Regions from separate parts of the Sus scrofa genome. Here region 2 is linked to region 1. The links are chromatin contacts, called in public Hi-C maps. All regions are on one chromosome and are shown on one strand. The core of a region is the stretch at or near the end of the contact, and the rest is flanking DNA. Distances in the headings are between cores, read along the strand shown. Region 1 overlaps LHPP (phospholysine phosphohistidine inorganic pyrophosphate phosphatase). Region 2 overlaps ZRANB1 (ubiquitin thioesterase ZRANB1).

What was found. Hi-C and Micro-C count contacts between places; a contact is called where the count stands out from the background.
Region 2: a contact with region 1 is called in a Hi-C map of liver, with 1.7 times the contacts expected there. The contact joins two enhancer-like sites. A contact is called at or near these places in 3 of 47 Hi-C or Micro-C datasets (alveolar macrophages, embryonic fibroblasts and liver).

Annotation. Positions count from the first base shown.
Region 1 is chr14:133,917,276-133,920,585 of Sscrofa11.1, reverse strand. All of the region lies in intron 6 of LHPP (phospholysine phosphohistidine inorganic pyrophosphate phosphatase), which reads right to left. Among named protein-coding and RNA genes, the nearest start is that of TRNAE-UUC, 24 kb to the right of the region's middle. Within about 2 kb of position 1,480, at least 25 of the 83 cell types and tissues checked have an H3K27ac peak or open chromatin away from gene starts, as enhancers often do. A contact at or near this core is called in liver, where this site is marked.
Region 2 is chr14:134,310,186-134,313,495 of Sscrofa11.1, reverse strand. It overlaps ZRANB1 (ubiquitin thioesterase ZRANB1), which reads right to left. Exons shown (of 10, transcript XM_013983854.2): 4 at 3,288-3,310; 5 at 1,068-1,139; 6 at 376-574. Among named protein-coding and RNA genes, the nearest start is that of ZRANB1, 58 kb to the right of the region's middle. Within about 2 kb of position 1,730, at least 1 of the 83 cell types and tissues checked has an H3K27ac peak or open chromatin away from gene starts, as enhancers often do. A contact at or near this core is called in liver, where this site is marked.

The sequences.
Region 1 (3,310 bases), core at 231-2,730:
ACGGAGCCCTGCCTATGCCCCGAAGCCAGGCTGGGAGCCAGACTGCCACGGCCTCTCAGAATTTTTTTTTTCTTTTTAGGGCTGCACCTGTAGCTTAAGGAAGTTTCCCAGGCTAGGAGTGGAATCAGAGCTGCAGCTGCTGGCCTCCACCACAGCCACAGCAACTCGAGATCCAAGCCTACACCACAGCTCATGGCAAAGCCGGATCCTTAACCCACTGAGCAAGGTCAGCGATGGAACCCTCATCCTCATGGGTCTTGGTTGGGTTTGTTTCGCTGTGCCACGGCGGGAACTCCCCTGCCCCTAAGAATCCGGCCACAAGGGCTGGATGTTCCCAGGAGGAGACAGTGGCAAAAGCATCCAGCTGGGGAAGGAGCAGCCAGGCTCCGGCCCAGCCTCTGGCAAACCCCGCCAGGGGGCCCCAGGCAAGGCTCCAGCCGACTCAACTGGAAAGGCCTCTAGTCCGGGGGATGGGGGGTGGGGGCTGGGGGGAGCGAGCACTCTCTAGGTCTCCAGGACTTACTGGGACCAGGAAGACTGGCCATCAATGGTCACAGGGCTCCCGTGGAGTTGGGATGGGATTCCGAGGCGTCTGGAGCAGCAGTGGCCTCCTGGCTTCAGGCTGGAAGGTCCTGCCAGCAGGCTCAGTGCGTCACACATGCCAGAAAGGGCAGGTGGGAGGAACGCCCCAAAGGCCTCCACCTGCCAGCCAGGTGAGAGCCACACCCGCTGGCCTGGACTTCCAAGCAGAGCAAGGAATGAAAAGAAAGCTTTGTGTGGCTCTGTCCACAGCGGGCCTGCGGGGCCGGGCCGTGTCTGCAAGTGTCTGCCCGAGAGCCTCTCTGGCTCCAAAGGCCGGGGTTGCTGGAAGGGATCCAGCCCCTTCCTGCGAGGGGCCTGAGCCTTCCTGGTGGTCCTGGCGGGCAGGCCTGTGAAGCCCTCCTTCCCAAGCTCAGCCCCCGCCCCCCGCCCAGGGACCTCTCCCTACTATGACAATTGACCTTTTCCTCTGTGGGCCCTTGTGCAATAAAAGCAGGAGGAAGTGAGGGGAATGGAGGCACAGAAGGACACAGGGGGCCTCACAGCCATGGGCAAGTTCAAATCCCAACCCCAGCCATGCTGTGGCCTCAGACACACAATCTCGCATGTGTGTGTATACGCGCGTGCGTGTGCGTATGCTAGGAAGTGCTGGCCTGAGGGGCCTCGTGCAATGTTGGGGGGGAGGGCCCACATCGTCCCCTCCCACCTCCCGCTCTTTCCAGGGCCAGAGACAGGCAGCTCCCAAGTTGAGACTGGCACTTGGCTTGGCCTCCCCGTCCCGCCCTTGGCCTCGAGCCAGTGGAGAAGCCACGTGGCCAGATGGGAGTGCCAAGCTCCCTCACAGATCGGCTCGCTGCCACCTGTGCCCTGTGACAAGGCCAGCCTCCACCCACCTTGCTCCCCCAACTCAGTCAAGGGTAGAGAGACCAAGGCCACCAACAGAGGACAGGGTGCACAGGGCCTTCCAGTGCCCTGCTGACCCAGCCGGGGCCCTCGGCTCCTGCGAGGCCACTGGGAGCCACTCGGAGGAGAGACCCAGCAGGCGGGAGGCCACAGACCCTGCCCCTGCTCGGCTCGCGTCCGGTGCAGATACACGGGCCATGACGACCTTCAAACCCAAGGTCGCTGGCTCAGAAGGGGCCAGAGGGGTGGAGAGCTCCAGGGTCAGGCAGGGCAGCCCGAGAAAAAGGCGCTGGGTGCTGCCCGGGGGGCTGGAGGCAAGGACGCTGGCCTCCTCACACGGGTGCCAAAGTACCAAGGCCGTTCACTGGCCCCAACCCGGCGACATCTGCAGAGAGCACCGTGCAAAGTACCGAGAGTGCCATCTGCAGGGAGAAGGAGGTGGTGCAGGGGCCCCGCGGTCTGTCCACCAGAAATGCCCTAAGCCCTGATGCCAGCGCAGAGGCAAGTGAGAACTTTCTAGGAGTCACATGAACAAAAAGAAGAAGCAGCAGGTGGAGTTAACAGAAGACATCAGGACGGCAACATGTTAACTGGTATAAAACATCACCGATGAGCGTCTCACGTTGTTTCCCACTTAGTCTTTGGATGCTGATATGTACGAGCCCTTTTAGTCCATCTCGACTTGGACCAGCCGTGTTTCAAGTGTGCCCCTGCCACCTGCAGCTCATGGCTACCGCAGCAGACGGCACAGCTCTGGGGAGTGGCCAACGGCAGAGAGGGCATCTGCCTGTCTTGATGCGCACAGAGCCTGGCCTCCTGCCCCGCCTCGTGGCCTCCGGACCTGGTGGCTCCATTGCCACCCACCTGCACTGAGGCTCCTCCCCCCCCCCCACCTGCCAACAAGGGCAGAGTTATATCCTCATAAGGAACAAATCGGAAGGTCTGAAATGTTAAGTACCTCCAAGAAAAGACATCTTACGGCATCCTCGCCACTCAGGGCCAGGTGTGGCTGCCCCTGGAAGCCAGGTGACGTCGCCAATGGCACCAGCATCACCTCACCTTTGCTGAGGGCTCACTGGGCGCCACGCAGTCAACAGCACTTACCTGCAGCATCTTCTTAGGAATTTATAGTTATGAAGAACAGGTGGGGTTAGTAGATGCAAACTATGACATTCAGACTGGATAAGCAATGAGATCCTCCTGTGCAGCACAGGGAACTCTATCTAGTCTCTTGGGATAGAACGTGATAGAAGATAATAAGAAAAAACTGTGTGTATATACACACACACACACACATGCACATATCTGTATAACCGGGTCACTCTGCTGTACACCAGAATTTGACAGGACACTGTGAATCAACTACAATAAAAAATAAAATAAAATAAAATAATGAAGAACGGTCATGGCGAGATGCCACCAAACATGATCGTTCAGGAAAACGGCAGGTTGTGAAATATCATAACCTCGGTTTTGTAAAAGGAAGAAACCAAAATATTAGCCATCTGCTACCTACACAGAAAAGGCAGTCTAGAAGGTTTTGGCCAAATGTCGATGGGGTTTCTCTCTCAGGGAGACGGGACGATGGGGAGCTCGGCAAAGCACCAGGCCTGGTGGTGTGAGGTGGGGCACGGCCGCCCACACGCCCACCTGCCCATTGGTGGGCTTCCTGTGTGTGCGGACTTCTTCAGTGACCCAGCGACCTGGGGGCACACTTGGGGCCCGGGGCAAGGTTAGGAGCTCCTCAGTTGACAGGCGTGTGGCTTAAGCCAGGCTCAAAGACGGGACTGAGGCTGGATTTAATCAAGACAGACCCGTTATTTTTCCTAAGAAACCCGGAGAAGCCCAGTGCAAAACACTTCAAGGT
Region 2 (3,310 bases), core at 481-2,980, 390 kb before region 1:
AAATATTTCTACAGATTTTGAAAATTTGCAAGATACAAAAATGTAGTTTTAAGACTACCTGTCTCGGGAAGAAAAACTTTTAGTACATTATTAACATAAGCTTTTAGAGTTGAACAAAAATATGAAATCATAGGTACTTTAAAACATGAGCAAAGACCTTGTTATATTTAAGGCTACAACTCCAAACATTTCTAATTCTACGCTTAGCAAAAAGAGGCAAAACCACTGAGATGTTCAAAGTGTCTCAATGTCTAAAACCAAAGAGCCCCCCCCAGCTTTCAAAGAAAACAGGACAGACAAAAAGCACCCCACCACTGCAAGGAAATGATTCAGCCAGCGCACGCCTGAATTTAAAAAGGGAGGATGGCAGCTCACCAATGTGAACAGTCATGCAGGCTGTCATGCAGGGCTTTCCGAAGCACCGAGTCCTTGTCATAAATGCCCCAGGTAGCTTGGAGAACTGAATCAAGTAAGCAGTCTCCTGCGGTTCGGTTCCAAAGTGCATAGAGTCTACTGTCCAAACGTGTAGCCAATTCCAAGGACCAATTTATAATTGGAGATTCTTCTTCTAACTCTATACAAGGAATTTAAATAACATGTTCATTTTCATGCCTCTGCAATTAAGAACTATTCAGTGGAAGAAAAAACCTATTCTCTAGATGTAAACAGGTTGATATGTAACTTAGTCATGAACACCTAAATATTTTTGATCAATTGAAATATAAACTGTGAGTAGCTGAAACAGTTCTAGAATAATTTACTCAACTTTTAAATTCTTTACATTTTCTAAAAATGTTTAATATGAAAATACACTCATTCTAGAAGGAAAACAGAAAACCAAGGTTTAAAATTTTTATCCCTTTTTTATTTGTTCGCTCTACTATAATTAAGAGCTGTGAATGAGAATTTTTAACAGCACAGTACGACACTGTGCTTAAAGACTTTAAATTTCTAATTTAGTAGAAATGAAATCCGTTGACCATACACCAAACTACTCTAAACCTTACAAAGCAAAAAGTTTACTGAAATGATAAAAGTTCAATTATACTCATTAATTCAATGCTTACCTTTTTGAACATCTCTATCAAGCACCTCATCAAATAATTTTTCTTGGACTGTTGGAGGCAAGTCTTCAATATCTATAAAGAAAAGCCAGATTTAAAAGATCTTTGTATATCTCACAACTTAAAAAATCTGATACCAGCATTTAACAGTAACTTCCTCTAAAATAGCTCCCTTTCTGCTGAACGCTGTCAAGTCACTTCTTTTAAAACACATGCATGTATGTATGGGGGGGGGAGTATTTCCCTTCTGTACTTTATCATCACAACAGTTAAGTATCTACAAATAATACAAATATTTGGACCAGTACTTATATTTAGCTCTCATCAAAAAGACATGGGATCCCAAATGCTGAGGAGAACATGGAGAAAAGGGAACCCTTAAGCATGGTTGGTGGGCATGTGAGCTGGTACAGCCACTGTGGAAAACAGCATGAAGGAGCCTCAAAAAATTAAACTATCATAAGATCCAGCAACCCCACTTTTGGGTATACAGCCAAAGGAAATGACAACAAGATATCAAAAAGCTATCTGTACCCCCATATTTGTTGCAGCGTCACTCCCAATAGCCAGTACACGGCAACAACCCAAGGGCCTATCAGGTGGAAGGCTACAAATGAGCAGGAGTGGTACAGCTATACAACCGGTCCTGTCCAACCAGGGCGACACAAGGAGGGACCTTGGAGATACGATGCCAAGTCAAATACGCTCGACAGAGGAAGACAAATAATTGCATGCTATCACTTCTATCTGGAATCTTGAAAAAAACAAAGTCAAACTCAGAGAACTAAAGAGCAGAAAAGGGGTTGCCAGGAGCAAGGCAGAGGGAGCAGGGGGGTAGGGGAACTGGTAAAAGAGAACGCACTCAAAGCTACATGATGAAGAAGGCTTGGGATTTAATGCGAAACAAGGTGACCAGTCAGTTATAACAGTGGACTGTACAAAAGTCACCAAGAGAACGGAAATGTTCTCACCCAAAATACAGACAGATGGAAAAACTGGGAGGTGAGGAATGCGAGGATTAACTAAACGGGGGAGAATCCATCCTTTCACAACGTATGTGTGAATCCAATCACCACAACGCACACGTTAAGTGTATTACAATTTCCTACGCCAATGATGACTCAATAAAGCTGAAATAAAAGAAAAGGGAACAGGACTATCCGATATTCGAGTTAAATAATAACAATAGACAAATTTTTGTCTGTCCTCTTCCCTTTACACTTTGAACCTCTGCTCAGGCCTAAAACCTCAGACCTCGGGTTCTTCCTGCAGAAGTGAAGGAACCGTTCATTCTGGCACACAGCTCTCTGTTTGTGCCGTCTTCTTCAAGTTCTCTATGTCCTGTTCAGTTTTCTAATTGAGTAGTCTGAGAAGCATTATTACTCTTACAAAACTGATTTAAACTGTATTACTATACTCAATTCAAAATAAAAATCTAATCACTTAGGGTAACAAGTTTAAATATATGCAGTGCATTTCAAATTAAATTTATATGATTTTAAAAGACTTAATTATTTCCTACCACTGTGTAAATATCTGTTTACATCTGAACATAAAAAAGCTTAAAACACTAAAAGCCAAAACATAAGTTTTATTTAGAAACTTTTGCCATTTGGTACATTCATTCAATGCCTTCCAACAAAAAAAACATCCTGGAAGATGTTTCCACTTGGCATGGAATTGAAAAATAAAAAGTTGCTTCACGGGAGTTCCTGTTGTGGTTCAGCAGGTTATGAACCCAACTAGCATCTATGAGGACTCAGGTTCGATCCCTGGCCTCGCTCAGCGGGTTAAGGATCCATCATTGCCATGAGCTTTGGTGTAGGACACAGACACGGCTCAGATCCTGTGTTGCTGTGGCTGCAGCGCAGGTCGGCAGATGCGGCTCCAATTCGACCCCTAGCCTAGGAACTTCCATATGCCGCATGGGCAGCCCGGAAAAATACCAAAAAAAAAAAAAGTTGCTTTGCAAATATCATAGACATTGATGTAATGAACGAAGAAAGTAATGACACTTCCAGCTGCTGTCTTCCTTTAGATCTGAAGTATTAGCTCATGCGTGGCCCTTGCACTAGTCACTTCCAGTAAAACAGGATAATTGAGTAATTTGAGATCCACATATAGTAGCTAAGTTATCCGTTTTCTAACACAGACATTTTCATTCAGACATTAAAAAACTACAATAAAGTGGAAATTTGTTTTCACATTGAAATTTGGAGTTACCTGCTGGCAACGTAAATGTTACA